2 separate regions of the Macaca mulatta genome follow, and region 2 is linked to region 1. Evidence: chromatin contacts called from public Hi-C data. All regions are on one chromosome and are shown on one strand. The core of a region is the stretch at or near the end of the contact, and the rest is flanking DNA. Distances in the headings are between cores, read along the strand shown. Region 1 holds the start of NPAS1 (neuronal PAS domain protein 1). Region 2 holds the start of SAE1 (SUMO1 activating enzyme subunit 1).

Evidence for each region. Hi-C and Micro-C count contacts between places; a contact is called where the count stands out from the background.
Region 2: a contact with region 1 is called in a Hi-C map of fetal cortex germinal zone, with 3 times the contacts expected there. The contact joins the promoter of SAE1 here to the promoter of NPAS1 in region 1. A contact is called at or near these places in 2 of 14 Hi-C or Micro-C datasets (fetal cortex germinal zone and fetal cortical plate).

What each region holds. Positions count from the first base shown.
Region 1 is chr19:59,487,466-59,491,282 of T2T-MMU8v2.0, forward strand. It overlaps NPAS1 (neuronal PAS domain protein 1), which reads left to right and starts at 2,033. Exons shown (of 13, transcript XM_077980601.1): 1 at 2,033-2,203.
Region 2 is chr19:59,609,593-59,613,409 of T2T-MMU8v2.0, forward strand. SAE1 (SUMO1 activating enzyme subunit 1) reads left to right here and starts at 1,697. Exons shown (of 10, transcript XM_077980743.1): 1 at 1,697-1,832.

The DNA of each region.
Region 1 (3,817 bases), core at 783-3,282:
TGTGTTATTCATTCAGGCTGGGGGACAAAATCATTACAAAAACTCCCTGCCGGAGCTGACATCCTAGTGGAAGGAACACAGTAAACAAACGAATGTGGCCATTATTCAGGCAGGACCCAGGAGTTAACAAGGATTCAGTTGTTGGGAGCACTTGCCTCGGGTGCACAAGTTAATGGGACACAAAAAAGACTTCAGTCATCAACATAAAAATATTTTAGCCAATGTTTTCAAAAAGCAAAAGTTGCTGTGAGCCTAAAACTGCTCTTAAATATATATATATATATATATATATATATATATATATATATATATATATATATATATCAGCCACGCATGGTGGCTCACATCTGTAATCCCAGCACTTTGAGAGGCCGAGGCGGGCAGATCACGAGGTCAAGACATCGGGACCATCTTGGCCAACATGGTGAAACCCTGTCTCTACTAAAAATACAAAAATTAGCTGGGCGTGGTGGCGGGGACCTGTAGTCCCAGCTACTCGGGAAACTAAGGCAGGAGAATTACTTGAACCCAGGAGGCGGAGGTTGCAGTGAGCCAAGATCACACCATTGCACTCCAGACTGATGACAGAGCAAGACTCTGTCTCAAATAAAAAAAAAAAAAAGAAGAAGAAAAATTGTCTTGGTTAAGTGCAGTGGCTCAGGCCTGTAATCCCAGCACTTTGGAGGTCAAGATGGGAGGATCACTTGAGCCCAGCAGTCTGAGACCAGCCTGGGCAATAGAGTGAGACCCCGACTCTACAAAAAGTTCTTTAAAAATTAGCTGAACAGGCCAGGCGCAGTGGCTTACACCTATAATCCCAGCATTTTTGGGAGGCCGAGGCGGGTGGATCACCTGAGTTCAGGAGTTCAAGAGCAGCCTGGCCAACATGGCAAAACCCTGTCTCAACTTAAAATACAAAGATTAGCCAGGTGTGGTGGCACATGCCTGTAGTTCCAGCTACTCAGGAGGCTGAGGCAGAAGAATCACTTGAACCTGAGAGGTGGAGGCTGCAGTGAGCCAAGATCGCGCCACTGCACTCCACCCTGGGCGACAGAGCAAGACTCCATCTCAAAAAAAAAAAAAAAAAAGAAAAAAGGCCAGGCGCGGCGGCCTACACCTATAATCCCAGCACTTTGGGAGGCCAAGGCGGGTGGATCACCTCAGGTCAGAAGTTCAAGACCAGCCTGACCAACATGGTGAAACCCCGTCTCTACTAAAAACACAAAATTAGCCGGGCATGGTGGTACATGCCTGTAATCCCAGCTACTTGGGAGGCTGAGGCAGAAGAATCGCTTGAACCCAGGAAGCAGAGGTTGCAGTGAGCCAAGATTGTGCCATTGCACTCCAGCCTGAGCAACAAGAGGGAAACTCCTTCTCGAAAAAATAATTAGCTGGACATGGCGGCGCGTTCCTGTAGTCCCGGCTACTCAGGAGGTCGATGTGGGAGGATCGCAGCAGGCTGAGGCCGCATTGAGCCAAGATTGTGCCGCTGCACTCCAGCATGGGTGACAGAGTGAGACCCCATCTCAAAATCAATAAATAAAAATCTTTTGGGCCAGGCATGATGGCTTATGCCTATAATCCTAGCACTTTGGGAGGCTGAGGCAAGTGGATCACCTGAGGTCAGGAGTTTGAGACCAGCCTGACCAACATGGAGAAACCCCCGTCTCTACTAAAAATACAAAATGCCAGGTGTATTGGGGCATGCCTGTAATCCCAGCTGCTCAGGAGACTGAGGCAGGAGAATTGCTTGAACCCGGGAGGCGGAGATTGCGGTGAGCGGAGATCGCGCCATTGCACTCCAGCCTGGGCAATAAGAGCAAAACTCCGTCTCAAAAAATAAAAATAAAAAAAGAGTCTTGTTTAAAAAATCAAAATTAGTTCAAAAAAAAAATCAATGATGAACAAACTATCAACATTTTAAATAAAGACGATTCAGTAACAGTGTCAAGTGAGTGGAGCCTGAGGCTAAAGGAGAAATCAGTTAAGACTGGCTCTGGATTCTGGGAGTTCAGCAAGGAGGTGACTGCGATAGTCCAGGAGTGAAACGATGGCGGATTAGACCAGAGAAGGACGGTGGTAGTGGAAAGAACGGGGAATTGCAGGTATCTTGAAGGTCAAGGCGACAGAATTTGTTGAAGATGGCATGAGACTGGGGGAGAGAGAAGGTGCAGATGATGCCAGGGTTGCCGCATACGACAGTGTGAGTATCTGATTATCCGCTGTCTTCCCCACTCTCCTGTGAAACCTACGAGGGCAGGAGCTGTGCTCCTCAAGCCACAGCCAGCACCCAGCACTCGCTCCCGGGCTCCAGGCCAACTGCCCTAGTGGAGAATGCGCTGTGTTACTCCATGCGGCCACCAGGGGTCAGCAGAGCGCCGCCCTGCCGAGCCATGGCCATCCCGGGAAGAGAATTAAAGCCCGGATGGCGACTTTTTAGGAAGAAGGCCAGATTAGAAGGAGAAGCAGCAGGCACTGCTGAGGAGGAGACGGGTTTTGAGAAAAAAGGCTGGAAGCGAAGTGTCCCAGGAGCTGGCCAAAAAGCAGGTGAATGAGCTGCTGTTTCTGTCATTGCATCCGTCCACCCATTTATTCCACCATTCAGTCACAGGCCACTCAGGGCCTTGCAGGGCCAGGTGAGAAGCTCAAAGTGTATCCTGAGGGCACTGGGGAGACCAGACTGGGTCCGATTTGCAGGAGCTGAGAGGAGGGAAGAAAGTAGGGATTCAGGACATGCAAGCTCACGGCTAACCTGCCTCCCAGGTGGGCCTGAAGAGCATGCAGTTAACATAAATGTTAGCAAAACAAATAATATTGGCCGGGCACGGAGGCTCACACCTGTAATCCTAGTGCTTTGGGAGGCTGAGGTGGGAGGATTGCTTGAGGCCAGGAGTTCAAGGCTGCAGTGAGCAACGACTGTGCTATGCACTCCAGTCTGGGAGACAGAGCAAGACCCCATCTCTACAAAATATACAAAAAGTTAGTCAGGCGTAGTAGCACACACCTGTGGTCCCAGCTACTTAGGAGGCTGACATGGGAGGATCACCCGAGTCCAGGAGGTAGAGGCTGCAGTGAGCCATGATCACATCACTGCACTCCAGCCTGGGTGAAAGAGTGAGACCCTGCTTAAAAAAAAAAAAAAAGGATTCCAATAATATTAAATTAATAAAGGCTAAAACTCACTGGACCCTTACGAGGTAGCAGGTCTTGTTTTAATGTTTTCACCATCAATTTTCTTTTTTTTTTTTTTTTTGAGACAGAGTCTTGCTCTGCCACCCAGACTGGAGTGCAGTGGTGCGATCTCTGCTCACTGCAACCTCTATCTCCCAGGTTCAAGTGGTTCTCCTGCCTCAGCCTCCTGAGTAACTAGGATTACAGGCATCTGCCACCATGCCTGGCTAATTTTTGTAATTTTTTTAGTAGAAATGGGGTTTCACCGTGTTGACCAGGCTGGTGTTGAACTTCTGACCTCAAGTGATCCACCTGCCTCAGCGTCCCAAAGTGCTGGAATTACAGGTGTGAGCCACCGCGCCTGGCTCGTTTTTTGTTTTTGAGACAGGGTGTTGCTGCGTTGCCCAGGGCTGGAGTTCAGTGGCACATTCACAGCTCACTGCAGCCTCAATCTCCTGGGATCAAGAGATCCCCCTGCCTCAGCCTCCTGAGTAGCTGGGACTACAGGTGCGCACCACCACACCAGGCTAATTTTTGTATTTTTTTTGTGGAGACAGGGTTTCACCATGCTGCCCAGGCTGTTCTCGATCTCCTGGGCTCAAGTAATCCTCCCTCCTTGGCCTCCAAAGTGTTCAGACTACAGGCG
Region 2 (3,817 bases), core at 447-2,946, 120 kb after region 1:
GTGGGTGGATCACTTGATGTCAGGAGTTCGAGATCAGCCTGGCCACCATGGTGAAACCCTGTCTCTACTAAAAATACAAAAATTAGGCCCGGTACGGTGGCTCAAGCCTGTAATCCCAGCACTTTGGGAGGCCGAGATGGGCGGATCATGAGGTCAGGACATCGAGACCATCCTGGCTAACACGGTGAAACCTGGTCTTCACTAAAAAATTAGCCCGGCATGGTGGCAGGCGCCTGTAGTCCCAGCTACACAGGAGGCTGAGGCAGGAGAATGGCGTGAACCTGGGAGGTGGAGCTTGTAGTGAGTGGAGATTGCGCCACTGCACTTCAGTGTGGGCGACAGAGACTCTTGTCTCAAAAAAAAAAAAAAATAGATGGGCGTGGTGGCTTTTTTTTTTTTTTTTGAGCTGAGAGTCTCTGTCGCCCACACTGAAGTGCAGTAGCAGGATCTTGGTTCACTGCAACCTCTGCCTCCCAGTTCAAACAATTCTCCGGCCTCGGCCTGGCAATTGGCTGAGACTATGGGCATGCCACCACACCCGGCTAATTTTTGTATTGTTAGTAGTGAGGGGGTTTCACCATCTTGGCCAGGCTGGTCTCAAACTCCTGACCTCGTGATCTGCCCTCCTCAGCCTCCGAAAGTGCTGGGATTACAGGCATGAGCCACTGTGCCCTGCTAAAAAGCCTATGATTCTAACATCAGAAATCCTCCCACCTCAGCCTCCCACGTGGCTGGGACTATAGGCTCAGTGCCACCACACCAAGCTAATTTTTGCATTTTGAATAGAGATGGCGTTTCACTATATTGCCCACCTGGGGCCATCCGTGTTTTCTTTTCTGTTATTTTTGTTTTATTTATTTATTTTTTTGAGACCGAGTCTCGCTCTATCTCAGGCTGGAGTGCTGACATGATCTTGGCTCACTACAAGCTCCAACTCCTGGGTTCAAGCGATTCTCCTGCCTCAGCCTCCCAAGTAGCTGGGACTACAGGTGTGAGCCACCATGCTCTGCTGTTTTTTTTTTTTTTTTATTTTTAGTACAGACGGGATTTCGCCATGTTAGCTAGGCTGCTCTCGAACTCCTGATCTCAACTAATCTGCCTGCCTCGGCCCTCCGAAGTGCTGAGATTACAGGCGTGAGTCACCGCGCCTGGCCTATTCCTGTTTTCTTAATGCTTCTCTCTCCCACTGGGCCGTGACTGCCTCCAAAGCAGAGATGTGTCCATTTTTTATTATTATTGTATGTCCAGGGCTGGGCACAAAGTGCAACGCATAGTAGGGACATGAAAGCCTGGGAACAGTGGCTGATGCCTGTAATCCCAGCACTTTGGGAGGCAGAGGCGGGAGGATAGCTTGAGACCAGGATTTCGAGACCAGCCTTGGCAACACATCGGGACCTCATCTGTATGAAAAAAAAAAAGAAAATTGACAGTTCAATGTCACCTCTGATAAGCCTTCCCTGACCACCCCTGTTACTCTGTAGCCCCATGTCCTGCTTTATTTTTCTCCAAAGCATTTGTCATCGCTGGGTTTATATTTATTTCTCTTTGGGTTTTTCTCACTGGATCGTAAACTCCATGAGGACAGGGCTTTGTCGATTTTACTCAATACCCTATTTTACAACATCCCTATTGCTGGGATCTCAGTATGCACGCCTTAAATATTTGCAGAATTTAAGCGCCTCATAAGTGACCACGTGGGCAACGCCCTCGGGGCCTTAACCGGCGCCATTTTTGGGGCTAGGATTGGTTGGACCCTCCGTCACGTGACATGCAGTTGCCGGATCGCCTTTGAGTCTCGTGAGGTACTTTTGGTCCCAGGCTCCTTGGACGAGGTACTGCGCAGGCGTGGGAGGGGGTCTGCGCACGCGCAGAAGCACCCCGGGTGTGCTGCCGGCGGAGGTTGGTGGCGCGCGGGGCTGGCGGGCGGTTGGCGTGAGCGGGACGTGAGCTGAGGCAGGAAGAGCCGGCGCCATGGTGGAGAAGGAGGAGGCTGGCGGCGGCATCAGCGAGGAGGAGGCGGCGCAGTATGACCGGCAGATCCGCCTGTGGGGACTGGAGGCCCAGAAACGGTCAGCGCCGGCGCGGCTTGAGGCGCCGAGGGTCTGGAGGGGGCGTCTAGTCTGAGGCGTTTGCGGCCCGGAAGGAGCGGGAAGGTGTGATTTGAAGGGAGGAGGCGGGAATTATGTGCCCCGGGATCGTCTCGCTCCTGAGGGAACTAGAGGAGTTGATTGGGGATGTTTCTGGAAGGTCTGGGAAGTGGTTGGGAGAGCCGTTCCGAAGGATGGGAGCTCTGAAGGGGGCTCTGATTGGGGAGTCCTGAGGGAGCGGGAGAATTCAAACTCAGGAAATCCGAGGCCCGAAAGCGGTGATTGTGGGATTTAGGTCGCGGTTAGGGGATAAGAGGGGCTGGGGTACGTGGAAGGGGTGAGGTGAAGGACATAGTTCATTCATTCGATGGTGTGGGACCCGGTTCCGTGCTGGATACGGGGGAGACTGGACTGGCCAACCGGGCCGACGGGAGCTTACATTCTTGTGGGTGCTCAGGGGCGGGCCAGGCTGAAAGAATGCGGGTTTTGAGGAGTTTTGGAGCAAGTTATGTCAAATGGAACTCTTGAGAGGCTCGGAGAGTCTGGAGGGGGACGGCAGTAGGCTCCCGAAAAGGTTGCTTGTGTCTGGTACGGGGCTGTGCCTTGGTAAGACAGGAGACATAGTTTGGGCATTGTGGAGTAGCTTAGGGATGGGGTTTTCTTTTCTTTTCTTTTCTTTTTCGACGGAGTCTCTCCCTTGTCGCCCAGGCTGGAGTGCAGTGGCGCGATCTCAGCTCACTGCAAGCTCCGCCTCCCGGATTCAAGCGATTCTCCTGCCTCAGCCTCCCGAGTAGCTGGGATTATAGGGGCCCGCCACCACGCCCGGCTAATTTTTGTATTTTTAGTAGACATGGGGTTTCGCCATGTTGACCGGACTGGTCTCGAACTGCTGACCTCAACTGATCCACCCGCCTCGGCCTCCCGAATGCTGGGATTACAGGCTCACGCCACCACACCCGGCTAATTTTTGTATTTTTAGTAGAGACAGGTTTTCACCATGTTGGCCAGGCTGGTCTGGAACTCCGGACCTCAAGTGATCTGCCCGCCACTGCCTCCCAAAGTGATGGGATTACAGACTTGAGCCACTGTGCCCGGCTTTTTTTTCTTTTTTTTTTTTTTTTCTCCTCTTTGTCGCCCAGGCTGGAGTGCAGTGATGGGATCACAGTTCACTGTAGCCTCGACCTCCAAGTCTCAAGTGATATTCCCTCTTAAGCCTCCCAAGTAGCTGGAACTACAGGCGCACCCCACCACATCATCCGACTAATATTTATTTATTTATTTATTTATTTATTTTTTATTTTTTTTTTTTGAGACGGAGTCTCGCTCTGTCGCCCCGGCTGGAGTGCAGTGGCCGGATCTCAGCTCACTGCAAGCTCCGCCTCCCGGGTTCACGCCATTCTCCTGCCTCAGCCTCCCGAGTAGCTGGGACTACAGGCACCCGCCACCTCGCCTGGCTAGTTTTTTTTTGTATTTTTTAGTAGAGACGGGGTTTCACCGTGTTAGCCAGGATGGTCTCGATCTCCTGACCTCGTGATCCGCCCATCTCGGCCTCCCAAAGTACTGGGATTACAGGCTTGAGCCACCGCGCCCGGCCCCGACTAATATTTATATATATATTTTTGTAAGATGGGGTTTTGCCACGTTGCCCAGACTGGTCTTGAACTTCCAAGCTCAAGCGATCCTTGGCCTCAAGAGATCTCCCCCCAGCTCAGACTCCTAAAATGCTGGGA